Regions from separate parts of the Astyanax mexicanus genome. Here region 1 is linked to region 2. Evidence: chromatin contacts called from public Hi-C data. All regions are on one chromosome and are shown on one strand. The core of a region is the stretch at or near the end of the contact, and the rest is flanking DNA. Distances in the headings are between cores, read along the strand shown. Region 1 holds the start of brf1b (BRF1 RNA polymerase III transcription initiation factor subunit b). Region 2 has its middle 8.3 kb from the start of LOC103031412.

Region 1 (7,086 bases), core at 263-2,762, 270 kb after region 2:
ACATAGTAAATAAAAAAGTGTTTGTTCTCCACATTCCCCTAACCTAAACCGGATTACTGAGCTTGGTGATTTAGGATGAGCTGGAACTCATCCTAACTATTTTTCAGCACCTCCAGAAACTCTGTCAAGACTCTGAGAAAACTATTCCTGGTGACTCTGCCTCATAAAGACACTGAGATTAAAATAGTGTGTAAATCTGTCCTCAAGGATAAATGTGGTTACTTAATATATATCTAAAATATAAAACATATTCAGTTTTTTGACACTTTTTGTTTACAAAATAGTTCTGTATGTGTTCCTACATAGCTGTAATGTCTTCTATATAAATTTACAATGTAAAAATCATAAAAAAGAAGAAATCACATTGAATGAGAAGAGATGTGTCCACATGTTTGGCTGGTACTGTAGGTAGCAAAAATACTCTAATACATTATCTACCACAATACTAAAGTGCAAAATATTAATTCATATATAACTTAAACTGCAAACGTATATAATGATATAAAATACAAATGAAGCCTCGCAGCATATAGCAGAACATATAGTTAGTTACAAAGCAATTGTCTTGCATTAAAGACAGAATAGTGATAATATCACCAGATGGATGTTTGAGTCAGGATATATTGAGTATCAAAGCATATGGTACACTCCCTAGTAGTGCATAGTATTACTAAATACAACAGTGAACACATTTTGTACGTTTTTACTATTTAAATTTCATTGTATTACACTTTAAAACGAAAAACTCATATTCTCAAACATATATTCTATAAGAAACAATACAGCTAGTTTAATCGCATTTTATCGACAGCGGGTCTTGAACCCAGGTCCTCCGCACGGTGTAATACAGCTCACTAACACTGCACTCTCCCGCTCAGCCACCCGAGACACTCCCGAATTCACCCACTTATTACTAAAGAGTGACTAGCTGTGTTAGCCAGCTAGCTGCTGTATATTAATGCATCCCAACAGTGTATATTGTTATTACGGTTTATAGTTGGGTGTTGTGGTTCATGTTTGTGATATATTGACGTATTCTTAGAAGTATAATCACCAAGGCATTTAGGTTAGTGAGTTAGGCTAGGTAACCGTATTACAAGCTAATTTAGCTTCTTTTTTGCAGAATTTAATCTATACTTATTGGTTCTAATCCTCCTTACCCTAGTATGTTTAATACAGTTAGCTAGCCAATATAGATAACTAGTTAGCACTACTGCCTAAGCTATACATGATAGCTTTATGTTCGTTAGCCAGTTAACGTTAGCCACTCACCGGCAACGGAAGTAAACAAAGACTGTGTTCAGTACAAACTCTCCTATAGCTGAGTCTCCTAAAGCCTGCACTCAGTCACAGACACGGAGTCCGTGCAGAAAGAGAGCTACTGCATCTTTAGCTATGGTTTATAAATGCTGTAGGTCAGTGTCGCTGTGATAGCATAGCTCCATTCAGCGCTGACAGTGGGCTGTGCTGTTGATGCTCAAACTGCACTAGTTCAGCGGCTGTGGATGGAATGGTCCAAAAACAGCGCCATCAGGGGAGACAAGTGGACTGGAAAAACACACTTTGGAGGGGGATTCTCAATCGCTTAGGTTAATTTGGAGTTATGATATTTTTTTCTTTATGTAACTTATGTAACAAATATATTTTTATGCAGATATTGTTTTATATAAATATAAGACAAAAAAAATAAAAAGGATGAGTCTCTTTGATTTTACCAAATTGAAAACCTCTGGAATATAATCAAGAGGAAGATGGATGATCACAAGCCATCAAACCAAGCTGAACTGCTTAATTTTTTGCAACAGGAGTGACATAAAAAATCCAAAAGCAGTGTGTAAGACTGGTGGAGGAGATCATGCCAAGATATATAAAAACCGTGATTAAAAAAAATACAAATATTGATGTCTGAACTCTGAATTTAAAACTTTATGAATATAAACTTGTTTTCTTTGCATTATTTGAAGTCTGAGAGCTCTGCATCTTTTTGTCATTTCAGCCATTTCTCTGCAAATAGATTTCTGCAAATAAATGCTCTAAATGACTATTTGGATTTGGATTTTGGGAGAATTCCGTAGAATAAAACGACATTAAATAGCAAAATCAGAGAAACTCATTCAGAAACTGAAGTGGTCTCTACATTTTTTCCAGAGCTGTATGTTTCTTTAAGTGGCGGATTTAGCAGATTTCAAGCAAATGTCTCCCCCTACAGTGGAGCGTACCATCATAACTGTTACCTAGTGTACTAGTCCAGCGCTCAGCTGTAAAAGCGCGCACTTGAGAAGGTTCTTGAGTTTTATGTATTTATTTTTTAATAAATCGTTTTTGCGCTGAGAAAAAAAACATCAAATGCCGTTTTTATTTCATGTGTTATTTTTATTAATGATAGTTTTCGTTCATGCGAGTAAACTTTACCTACCCGTGTAGGGACTCTTATTGTGTCGGGTTTTTTTCATATGTTTTCCTAACCTGGAAACACACTACGCTGGAGTTTCTCTGATGTAAATGTATGAAAATCGCATTAATGTGGTGCACGCGGGGTTAAGCAGGTTAAGCGGACTGATCTAAACGCATTGTGTAAAGATGCGATGGACTTGGAACAGCTTGAGCTCAGTCCAAGAGTCAGGAATGCTCTGAGAAAGGGTAAATCTGTTCCACGGAGGCGTGTTGAGGGGAGAGCTGTAGCTACAGGCGTTGTATATAACGTTGTTTTTACTGTGTCTGTGTTTTCTCTCAGCCTGTGTGAGATCGGTGAGGGAGGTGCTGAGTGTTTCTGCTCCGGAGCTGCAGCACAGACTCGCTCTCCTGTCTCTGAGGGAGGTGAAGGAGCTGCATGCTGCTGCCGCCGCTGCCTGTAGGAGCTCACCACCCGTCACAGGTAGAGAACAGCTCATACTGGGGCTGATGCTCACTGATCACCGCTTATCAACCACTGTGCAGAGCAGTGTTCAGTACCAGCACTTCTCCTGGAGATCCAGACGTGTTAAGCTCATCAAGTACTTCTTAAGACATTAGACCAGAGCTCTTCAACTTCAGTCCTGGAGAGTTACTTTTTTAACATGCTAGTTTTGAGGTCTTCCTGCACAAATACAACCAGCTGAAATATACATTCCACTGATTTTTTCAACATTGCTTCATTCTAAAAATAATATACAGTCTATTCTAATAATATATACAGTCATGGCCAGAAATGTTGGCACCCCTGAAAAGTTTTTGTTTTGTTATTGTTGTTGTTGGCCTTTTTTTGATTATAGGTAAATAACTTTGTTCCAGGCATGTGATGCTCGTTTAAACTTACCTTATGTAAACCACACTTGATACCAGATAAAATAGAGAGGTGTTGACTCAGTTTTGAATTGTGTGTCTGTGTGTGCCACATAAAGCATGTATAACAGATAGAGGAGAGGAGAACTGTCTGAGGACTTCAGAAACAAAATCTCAACGTTACAGGTCAATCTCCAAAGATATTAGAGACCTGGACTAGTTTGCAAAAGAACAGTAAACTAAAAATTCCAGTTAAGAAGTGTAAAAAAGCTTTTTGATGGTTATATGATTCATTTTAGTTATTTTTTCCGATGGAGTGCAACCAAATATTAAGTTAAAGGTGCCAATAATTTTCTCCAACCCTTTTTTTTGATTTTTTTGTGAAATTATATTAATATTAGCTTTTTTCCCCCCTCATTTTTGTATTGTTCCAATATACACAAACAATAAACATATATTTAACAAAACATTTGTAATTGCAATAATTTGCCAACACTTTTGGTATTGATTGCATCTGTTATTAATGTCTGCATCTCTTGGGAGCTTTTATCATAGTACCTTAATTAACTGTACCCAGCCACAGGCCTACAGTACATAAGTCATCATGCCTTGTTTTCACTTTTCACATATATAACAAATTGGACTTGCTCTGTTACAGCTTTACAGTTGGCTCGTGGAGAATGTCCTTCCTTGGAACCCGGACACAGACTTTCGCTGGCCTGTCCTGTTTTGGATAATCTTTTGCGGGGTGGTCTTCCTCTGCGTGGAATAACAGAGCTAGCAGGTGAGAGTGCTGCTGGAAAAACCCAGTTTGCACTGCAGCTTTGCCTCTCTGTCCAGTATCCACAGGAACATGGGGGACTGGGATCAGGTAAGGCATATATACTTTCCATATATTTAGAATTATGTGGTATAAGAACAAAGATTCTTGAACCACAATAATCTTTATGTGCATATTGTACATATTGTTTATACATTTTTGGATATATGGAATATTATTATGCAGTCTGTTTTAAATTTCACTAACTAAGCCCGGTCCACAGTTTGACACAGAATGCATTTGATTTTATCCATGGACAGGAGCTGTTTATATCTGCACTGAAGATTCTTTTCCCATTAAACGGCTGCGGCAACTCATTACCCAGCAGGCCCGACTCCGCCCAAATGTGCCACAGGCTCTGATCCGCAGCCTCCGCTTCAGTGACAATATCTACATCGAGCACACTGCAGACCTGGTGAGACAATACAGTGTTCTGTGTGCACACTCCTCAGTAGTATACGTGACATTGTGATGGTGTTGTTTACTTAATTCAAGTTTAGGCAACAAGATAAAATAATACCCTGAGGTACTATAAAATAAAACTATGAGATCATATACTTTCCACAGCTTTTCCAAATTTTCAGATTCAACCAACTAGCTGAAAATAATGCTCTGTCGGCTTAAAATTTTAGAAAAATCTTGGTCTTGATACCAGAGTTTACATACAACCAATAAACTAGGAGGTCCTATACTCTGCACAGCTTTATTTTTAGTTTGTAAGGATTTTTTCTATCATGTGGGTTTTTCCATTCAAACTTTTGTGGATGTTTACTTTGGTATTTAATAACCAAAGTAATATTTTAAACAATGTTTTCTGACAAATTACCAGTATTGCATTTAAAACAATAATTTGTAACTATTTTAGTATAAAATTGTAAAGATATTGCAAAGAATAAAGTACAAAAATGTGTTGTGTGTGTCTGTAGGAAGCTCTGCAGGCGTGTGTGTCGCAGCGGGTGCCCATGTTACTGGAGAGAGGTTTGGTGCGTCTGGTGGTGGTGGACTCTGTTGCTGCCCTGTTCAGAACAGAGTTCCAAGCTGATGAAGCCATTGAGAGAGCACGCCACCTGCTGGCCTTTTCCAGCACCCTCCATCGCCTCAGCCATACGCATGCTGCACCTGTGTTCTGCATCAATCAGGTGTTTATTATTCTCTTTTAGTCTCTGACACACAAACACGCGCGCACACACGGATTGATGCTTTATTGATCCTTTATTGATCCCCGAGGAAAAATTCTTGAAAAAAATTGTAGCACAGACACAAATAAAAAAACTTAGAAAAACTCAACAAAAAATACAAAAAGAGACGGAGCTACTGGAAAGACAGCCATTTGCATCAACGCCAGAATTACAGGAGTGGCCAAAATGTACATAAATATAACCGTTTGTCAATAAATTGACATCACAATTAACTTTCTCAATATTTACTTTTTTCCCTCGTCACATAAAATGGAAAAAAGTGTACATACAGCTCTGAAAGAAATTAAGAGACCACTTCAGTTTCTTAATCAGTTTCTCTGATTTATAGGTATTTGTTTATGTAAAATGAACATTGTTTTATTCTATAAACTACGGACATTTCTCCCAAATTCGAAATAATAATATTGTCATTTAGAGCATATATTTACAGAAAATGAGAAAAGGCTACAATAACAAAAAGATGCAGAGCTTTCAGACCTCAAATAATGCAAAGAAAACAAGGTCATATTCATAGTTCAGAGATCAAGTTTTAAAAGTTCAGAAACCATTATTTGGTGGATTAATCACAGTTTTCATGGCATGTTCTTCTCCACCAGTCTTACACACTGCTTTTTACTATGCATCACTTATGATGCCCTCTTTATAATAAAATATGCACACACTGCTCCCATTGCCAAAAACTAGACAAAATATATGCAAATTAAGAGGTATATGCTTATATTAAGCCAAAAAATGCCAATGGGGTGAGCAAAGTTTTATTAGTAAGCTTTCCATTTCTAAAATAGGCAATAGGCAATCTGAAGTTAGAATGAAATCAAGCAAAAAGCATTCATCTTTATTGCTTAAGTTTAGACACAAGAATCTGAATTGCTTATTTTGATTTCAAATGACTTAATATAATGTGAAAATACAAATTAAGATAATTATTCCTGAAATAAGCAAAATGATCTTACACTTAGTATGATTAGTAAGAAAAACATTCTTATCAGGGAAAAAAATAAGAAGCATTGGCTTGACATTGGACATTTTCACTTGCTAAGATTTTGTTTTGCAGTGCAAGGCTATTATTAAGACCTTCTACTATAAGTTGTTATTTGACATATGCAGTGCAATAAGCAGAATTACATTTGATTCCATGATTCTAAAATAGTTCTGTGATTGGACAAAAAACATCACATAATAAAATGGTTCTTTACCAATTTAAACACTCATGCATCATCTTTTTTTACAAATATGTTTTTTAATGGAACAGAGAGTGGTTTATCTGTGGCAACTTAAAGCTATTCTCCTCATTCTTACTTACTAGGTATCAGATGTTGTGGATGGTCCCAACCCAGGACGCTGTGATTATGGGTGAGATATTTGATTGTTGTTTGTTGTGTCTAAATTTATGTCAACATTTTGTCTATTGAAGAGCTTTAATATTTATCTGTTGCAGTTTGTAAAGTTCTGTAAGGGATGAGTTCCTGTTTGCTCTCTGTTTTTCAGGCTGGTAGACAGTAAGGTGCAACCTGCTCTGGGTATTGCCTGGGCCAACCAGGTGATGGTGCGTCTCATGCTGTGGAGGCAGGAGGGCTGTTTAAGGTCAGGAGGTCGGACTAGCGCTCCCCGCAGACTGGAGGTGGTTTTTGCTCCACACCTACCCCGGGCCAGCTGCCTGTGTGGAGTATGGGAAGAAGGAGTCAGAGCAATTCCTGATGAAGACCTCGGTGAAGAGCTTCAAACCACTTCATGATGGCACTTCCAGTAGAGACTAATCTTTCAATTAGAGAATCTCTGGAGATAAAGGACTCAATCTACAAATTG
Region 2 (7,148 bases), core at 2,204-4,703:
ACAATATAATGAATAAAATCATAAAACTTTTCATTTTTCTTATTCCATCCATCCATCCAAGGTGCTTTGAATTGCATTGTGATTTTTATGTGATAAACTAACAGTAGCACAGCAGTAATATGTGTTACAGTTTTATTATTATTTATACTACACTGCTCTTCTAAAGTCCACTAGGTGGAGCTAACGTATTGCTGTTTCTCATTAGGTAATGCGCAACATAGGGCTGGTATAAATAGGAAGTTCTTCAGTTGCCAGCTGCTTCACAAAGCACTAATAGACAATTCTAATAAGGCAATTTATGTGCATGTAATTTAATTTAATTAGTGTCTTATTTTATGGAAATTATTTTAAATTAATGCTCGTTCTTCAAGGATGCATAGCTCATGCTATATTCTTTGTATATGTGCTGACCTCATGGTGCTGTGACTGATTGTTGATGAAAAAGACATTGGGCCTTTTACATCTACCTGATAAATCACACCAAGTGCCAGTACAGAGGGCAGCAATGAGTGGAACACTGAATTAGAGCTATAATTAACAGCCTTCAGCAACCAATCAGGCCTCCTATGGAGTTCAGAGCGTCCAATCAGCCACCCTATTGCAGTCTGCTTGGCCAGTCAAGCTCCCCGCTGTGATCAAAACTGTCTTTGAAAGTCCAAAAGGAGCTCTGTGTGCTATTGCACCCTGCTCTCTTGCTAATGGCTGCAGACACAGACTGATTGCTGTATTAGGAAAGTAGCATTATACACCAGGATCTTTTGTCTTTAAGTTATATCAAATTGCCATTGTAAGGTTAGTTGAATGTATAAATTCATCCTTTCAACAGATAATTGAGGCAGAATTCATGCGAATAATTTAGCAGATTGCAGGTTTATGTTACAAAGGCCTTCTTCCCATATTTTTTTAACATTTGTTAGCCTGCATTTTTAACCAAACATTGTTTGATCACACACAGTAATGTTATGGCATTTCTTGTGTTTCTGAATTACAGTTTTTCTTTTTGATGCATATTTCAAATCTAAATTGAATTTCTTTAAACTATTAGTTGCACATCATCGAGTTACTTGTGAAAATGACAGAAACTATTTTTCATTCATTTTATACAAACAGCAAATGACTTGATCAATTAAATGATTTTTTACAACTGTTTGCCAAATTATCAATCACTTATGTTGTGTAGATCACAATGTACTATACTTCCCTCTGCAGAACTAGGTGTTAATTGGATGGATGGATGGATGGATGGATAGTGAATCATGACCTTTACTAATAAAGGGAAGTTTACGATACATTTTGGAACATTAATCATCAACTATCAATCATTCCTATATGGCAGAGGCTGGTCAAATGTTGCACCTGAATGTTGGGAGATCAATAATTCAAATGTTTCATAGAGAGAACAGGTGTGTAATCCTACAATACTGTGTACTGTATTACACTATACTTACAGTAACATTGTAACATTCCATATGGATAGATAGACTTGTAGAGATGCAGAGTGTAATTATACAAGACAACAGTGTTTTTTAAAACACCCAGTCAGTCATCATCTCAACCCTTGGCAAGGAGAAAAAAGAAACCCGATGAGAATGTACCGGTACTCCAAACCATCACTGATTGTAGAAACTTCACACTAGACCTCAAGCAGTTTGAACTGTGTTCCTCTCCACTCTTCCTTCAGACTCTGCTCCCTTGATTTACAAATGAAATGTAAAATTTACTGATGGTCAGTGATGGTTTGGAAAACCATTTCATCTGCTGGTGTTGCTCCACTGTGTTATATCAAGTCCAAAGTCAGCGCAGGGTTTTCCTGGAAAATCTTACAGCACTTAATGCTTTCCTCTGCTGACAACTTATATAGAGATGCAGATTTCATTTTCCAGCAGGCTTTGGCACACTGCCCACACTGCCAAAAGTACTAATTGGTCTTATATAATATTCTAATGATCCGAGATACTCACTTTTGGGTCTTCATTGGGTGTAAGCCATAATCATAATCAACATTAAAAAATAAATGCAGTATATGAGCTTCACATTTTAAACTGAATTACTGAAATAAAGTAACTTTTTAAAAATTATATTAGAATTTTCTGTGATGCACCTGTATCTTATTGAAAGTAAAATAAATGCATATTAAAGGTGGGGTTCTTACACTTTCTAAAATAAAGGCTTAATGATAAATTAGAACACAGTATTATCTTGGAGAAAATCAAAATGAACCAAATGTGTTAGAAGTATTGACATTTATTACACATGTAGAACTACAAATACTAGTGTTTACAATTTTTTTTTTAAATATCAACTCAAGCTCTTTACTAAAGTACAGTTGTAAAAGTACGGGTATAAAAGCAAATGTATTGGGAAATGGGACAATGGAAAAAATGCTATTAAGAAAAAATGTTTAGGCTGTGCCACATGAGCCTTTAGTGCACAACAATGGATTGAGTATTAACCAATAGGGTGTCAGAATGGTACATGTTTATCCTTCTCATCCAGTCACAATCAAATTTATTTGGATGAAGAGATTTATCTGAAAAGGGTTTTTAATAAAAAGCAGAAATGGAAATAAGTACATGTAAGGTGTAGAAACTGCAGATAACTGAGTGAAAATGTGTAAGTAAACATTTCGAAGGTAACAAAGTATTTGTACTTCATTACTTGACACCTCTGATATAAATATATAATAAACATCATTCTGGGGCATTTTTGGATAGTTGAATAGATGGATGGATGATACAAATTAATTAATTCTGTTTGTCAGGACACTGTTTTTAAGATAACTAATGACTGGGATGATTAAAGTAGACCTCATTCTTTGCTAAACCTCCTTAGTGGAGAAATGTGGAGTCTGATGTGGAGTCTGATGTACCAGAAGCTCATGGACAGAATAAAGGTTTCAGAGGTGAGAAGCGTGCCGTATTTGCTGCAGGCAAACAGGGCTGTGTTGATTGTGTGTAGCAGGGCAGTGTGGGAGATAAGTATACCGTGTGTGTGTGTGTGTGTGTGGGTGGCAAGGGGAACTGTTCCTGTCCGATGCTTATTTACACTCCACTCTGCAGTGCTGACAACGCAGTGAGGTGATTTTATTACACAAGCGTGCAATATGCTGCACTAAATCACATGGCAACAGTTCTGTTTCCCAATAAGAGTGTAAAGTTGAAAATGTTACTTACTGCAGTGAAATCAGACTTAATTAGCATATTTCTTGATTTTACCAAATTGAAAACCTCTGAAATATAATAAAGAGGAAGATGGATGATCACAAGCCATCAAAATCAAGCTGAACTGCTTGAATTTTTGCACCAGGAGTGACATAAAGTTATCCAAAAGGAGTGTGTAAGACTGGTGGAGGAGAACATGCCAAGATGCATGAAAACTGTGATTAACTCACTCACTCTTCGTCAACCGCTTTTTCCCTTAAGGGGCTGTGGGGTGGGGCTGTAGCCCATCCCAGTCGGCATTGGGCGGATGGCAGGATACACCCTGGACAGGCCGCCAATCCATCGCAGAACTGTGATTAAAAACCAGGATTATTACACCAAATATTGATTTCTTAACTCTTAAAACTTTAGGAATATGAACCTGTTTTATTTGCATTATTTGAGGTCTGAAAGCTCTACATCTTTTTGTTATTTCAGCCATTTTATATTATCTGCAAATAAATGCTCTAAATTACAATATTTTTATTTGGAATTTGGGAGAAATGTTGTCTGTAGTTTATAAAATAAAACAACAATGTTCATTTTACTCAAAGATAAGAGGTCTCTTAATTTTTCCAGAGCTGTATATACACTGCATGGACAAAAAAAGGTCACACAGTCTAATATTTCACTGGACTGCCCTTATCTTTGATTGTTGCACACGTTCACTGTTGCATTGTTTCAATAAGCTTCTGCAATCTCACAAGATTTATTTAAATCCAGTGTTGCATGAATTTTTCTCCAAGATCTTGCAGCAAGATCCAAGATCTTGATGGTACAGTCTGACCACTGCACAAAGTCTTCTCCAGCACATCCCAAAAATTCTCAGTGAGGTTAAGATCTGGACTCTGTGGTGAACAATCCACTTTATTCTTTAAGCACATACTGTTGCTAAACCTATACCTGACCCAGACCTGTTTTTGATACATTTAAAACATTTATTTGGTGGGGTGCTTCACGTATCAGAGGTTAAGAACCCCTGATTTATCAGAATGACCACCAGGTGTCCTGCAGAAAGTGACTCCATTCAGTCATCTGACTTAAAGTGAAAGTGTGCTACTGTTCCCACATGAACGCAGTCAGTACGAAAAATATTCTGAGCACGGCTTTAAGTTCTAACAGCCCAGCAGGAGGAAAATAGGTTGCTTTCCTCCACCTGCCAGGTAAGTAAGTTTTGCTGCAGTAAAATAGAGGCACCTGGTTTGAAAGTAGAAGGAAGGAGACAGAGATTTAGATCCATGCAGACAACACACTTTATTCCTCACACAAACACATGTCTCTGAATAAAAATAAGGTAAACCTAAACAAGTCATCAAAAGCCAGTTGAGAACACAGTAGGATGGTATACTCAGAGCATGTGAAGAAAGGAGCAGTCTCACTTCACCAGTGTGTACACACACACAGTGCAGGCTACGGGAGGTGTAGTGTGTCAGGAGTGTGTGTCACGATCAGCGCAGCTCCTCAAAGGCTTCACAGGAACTTTTTTCATCTCCTGTACAGATAAAAGATCATTCAGACACATTGCTCAGTGATAGCAGTAACATCTTGCACCATTATCTGTGACTACATTTGCCCTTCAATTTACTCAGCTTCATCTCCACTCCACCCAATTCAATTTCTCATACATTGACTTGTTTACTCTAGCTCAGCCCTCAGGGTGAACCTGCTAATATGTGACGTATAACCGCTTTCAAAACGAAGTCATTAAGGTGACAAATTAGCAGTGTGGCTGCTATCATTAACCTCATTAAGTCTTTCAGGATGATTACCTTGACCAGCTCGCCTGTCTGACTCTCAGGCACAGGTAAGATTTTACTGAAGCTAAACACAAAGAGTTTGCTGAGTGTCTGCCCTGCACCGTCCTCCTCCAACACAGAGAAGTCAAATTTATATGTACACAATATCATATTCTGAATGTAATCAATCATTCAAGACATGGTTACATTGCTTTAGTTTAGCACAGGCTATAAGAGGCTAATCCAGATCATTGAATAGATGTTAAATTTTAAAACGCTGAAGTGTCAACATTAACTTTGAATCATTGAATCAAACTTTCAATCTGATGTTGATTCATCATCATCTTTTTTCACCCAGAATTCATATTGAAAAACTAAAATAAAAAAGAATCAACAGAAAGCCAATATTACTTCAAATACCACAGTAACATATGTAAAACCAACCTTCTTCATGTACAACAAGGACCATTTCTTAGCTGTTTATATTATAATAGTTTAAAAAGAGTTCTGAGAGAACTCTGCAGTGGTATACATTATCAAAACATAAAACATAAAATGAGCCAATTCCAGTTCTCGCCTCCAAAATGTACAGCGATCCAGTTAACTATAGTGAAAGGCTTTCAACACGTAAAGTCATGACGGCATGACGTGGTAAATTGTGACAGCCTCTACAAGTAAATATGGTGTTGGTCTATCAGACTCTGCTTAATATCAGAAAACAGGCTGCTAAGTAAACCGGGCATTGATTTATTCTAATGCCAAATCATCAATATTGTAAATGGGTTTGCAAAACTATGTCTAACAAAAGTCACAAACCTTCTATTTGGACATCAAAAACAATTTTGAATCCTGACAAATGCCACACTTTTAATAAAATTTGTGATCTGCTATTGTCTGCTGGAGGTGTGCTGAATTGGGTGCACATGATGCTTTAACTAAAGTATTAGTTTTTAATACTGTCAACCTACAGCAAACCTTGATAGTCACCATGTTTTGGTTAATATTGTGGATATAGTGATTTGAAGTAAGGGTGCAAACTGTGAAAATGTGATTTTCCACTGACCTGTCGTTTTCATTGTTAAATCCATTGAGGGAATTCTGTCTTGCACCACCCAAATATATTCCCCCTCTTTATCCCTAGGTGAGTAACTAATGGTATGCGTTGAATCTGAATGCATTAACCCTGTCTGGTTCATGCTGCTCCCCCCCATCCCGGGGGCATAATTGACTATTCCTTAATGAGCTGCTCCTTTTAAGTCAACGTGATAACGATCTCCAGTCCTGTGTTAATTATGCATGGAGTAAGCAACCTTGAATACCTCCTCATTGGGAGATTTTGCTTTAATTTCCTATTTTTTGCTTAATTGGTGCTTGTCTGGCACAATTCGCTCCGCCTGGGGTGCTTACACATTTGTTTGACTGTTGGCAGCTCTTTATTCTGATGCAGTCTGAGAAAAAAGTAGGGTAGGAAAGCGCCAGGAGGGGGATTTGCACTAAGGTGCCCCGCAATTGACTGCTCTTAAAAAAAAACGGCAAAAGGGAAATGTTCTCATCTTTACTTTTCAACTATATCTCCTCTATCAGGATAAATGCAGCACATGGGTGTGACAGTGCACTCAGAGCATTAGGCCTAATGCACTGCTCTCGCCAAGCTGTATCTACATGGTGAAAATTGCTGTTTACAACACAGGCTTCAGAAGCATCAGGATATGTTTTTCCCACTCAAATCCGGTGTAATAGCTCCTGGGCATGCAGCAGCATTAGTGTCAATTAAAAATAATCAGCACAAAGCCGTGACAGACAGAAATACACTCGCTTCTGCAGATAAGTGTTGTCAGAAGAGCGAATCTGTCTTCACAGATGTACGGGTTGGGTTTGTGTTGGTTTTTATATGTGTGTGTGTGGTGGGGGGTCTTTTATGTCAAGTACAATGCGGCGGGGTCTCCTCAGGGACATCAGAATGTGCACAAATTTCTCCATTACACTCCGAATCCTTAGAGTTTAATTATCGCTAGAGACACAAACAAACACAACAAACACACCCAGACATCAAACAAACACATACACACTTAAAAACATACACTGACATATAAAGACCTAAAGTCATGGAAAAACACACAAAATAACTCTATATACTAATAGAGACAATCAAAATATTATTACGTTATAATGCACTTTATGTATACATATATTACTGCACTTGTTATCATAC

What was found. A called contact is a pair of places that touch in the nucleus more often than the background predicts.
Region 1: a contact with region 2 is called in a Hi-C map of muscle, with 10 times the contacts expected there. The contact joins the promoter of brf1b here to the enhancer-like site in region 2. A contact is called at or near these places in 2 of 3 Hi-C or Micro-C datasets (both in muscle).

The regions. Positions count from the first base shown.
Region 1 is chr1:69,565,224-69,572,309 of AstMex3_surface, forward strand. brf1b (BRF1 RNA polymerase III transcription initiation factor subunit b) reads right to left here and starts at 1,513. Exons shown (of 19, transcript XM_022663992.2): 1 at 1,273-1,513. It overlaps xrcc3 (X-ray repair complementing defective repair in Chinese hamster cells 3), which reads left to right and starts at 2,270. Exons shown (of 7, transcript XM_007230926.4): 1 at 2,270-2,640; 2 at 2,735-2,875; 3 at 3,920-4,045; 4 at 4,342-4,496; 5 at 5,008-5,220; 6 at 6,587-6,633; 7 at 6,769-7,086. The coding sequence starts at 2,586. The coding sequence ends at 7,015.
Region 2 is chr1:69,289,703-69,296,850 of AstMex3_surface, forward strand. No RefSeq gene overlaps it. Among protein-coding and RNA genes, the nearest start is that of LOC103031412, 8.3 kb to the left of the region's middle. Within about 2 kb of position 3,454, the one cell type or tissue checked has an H3K27ac peak away from gene starts, as active enhancers do.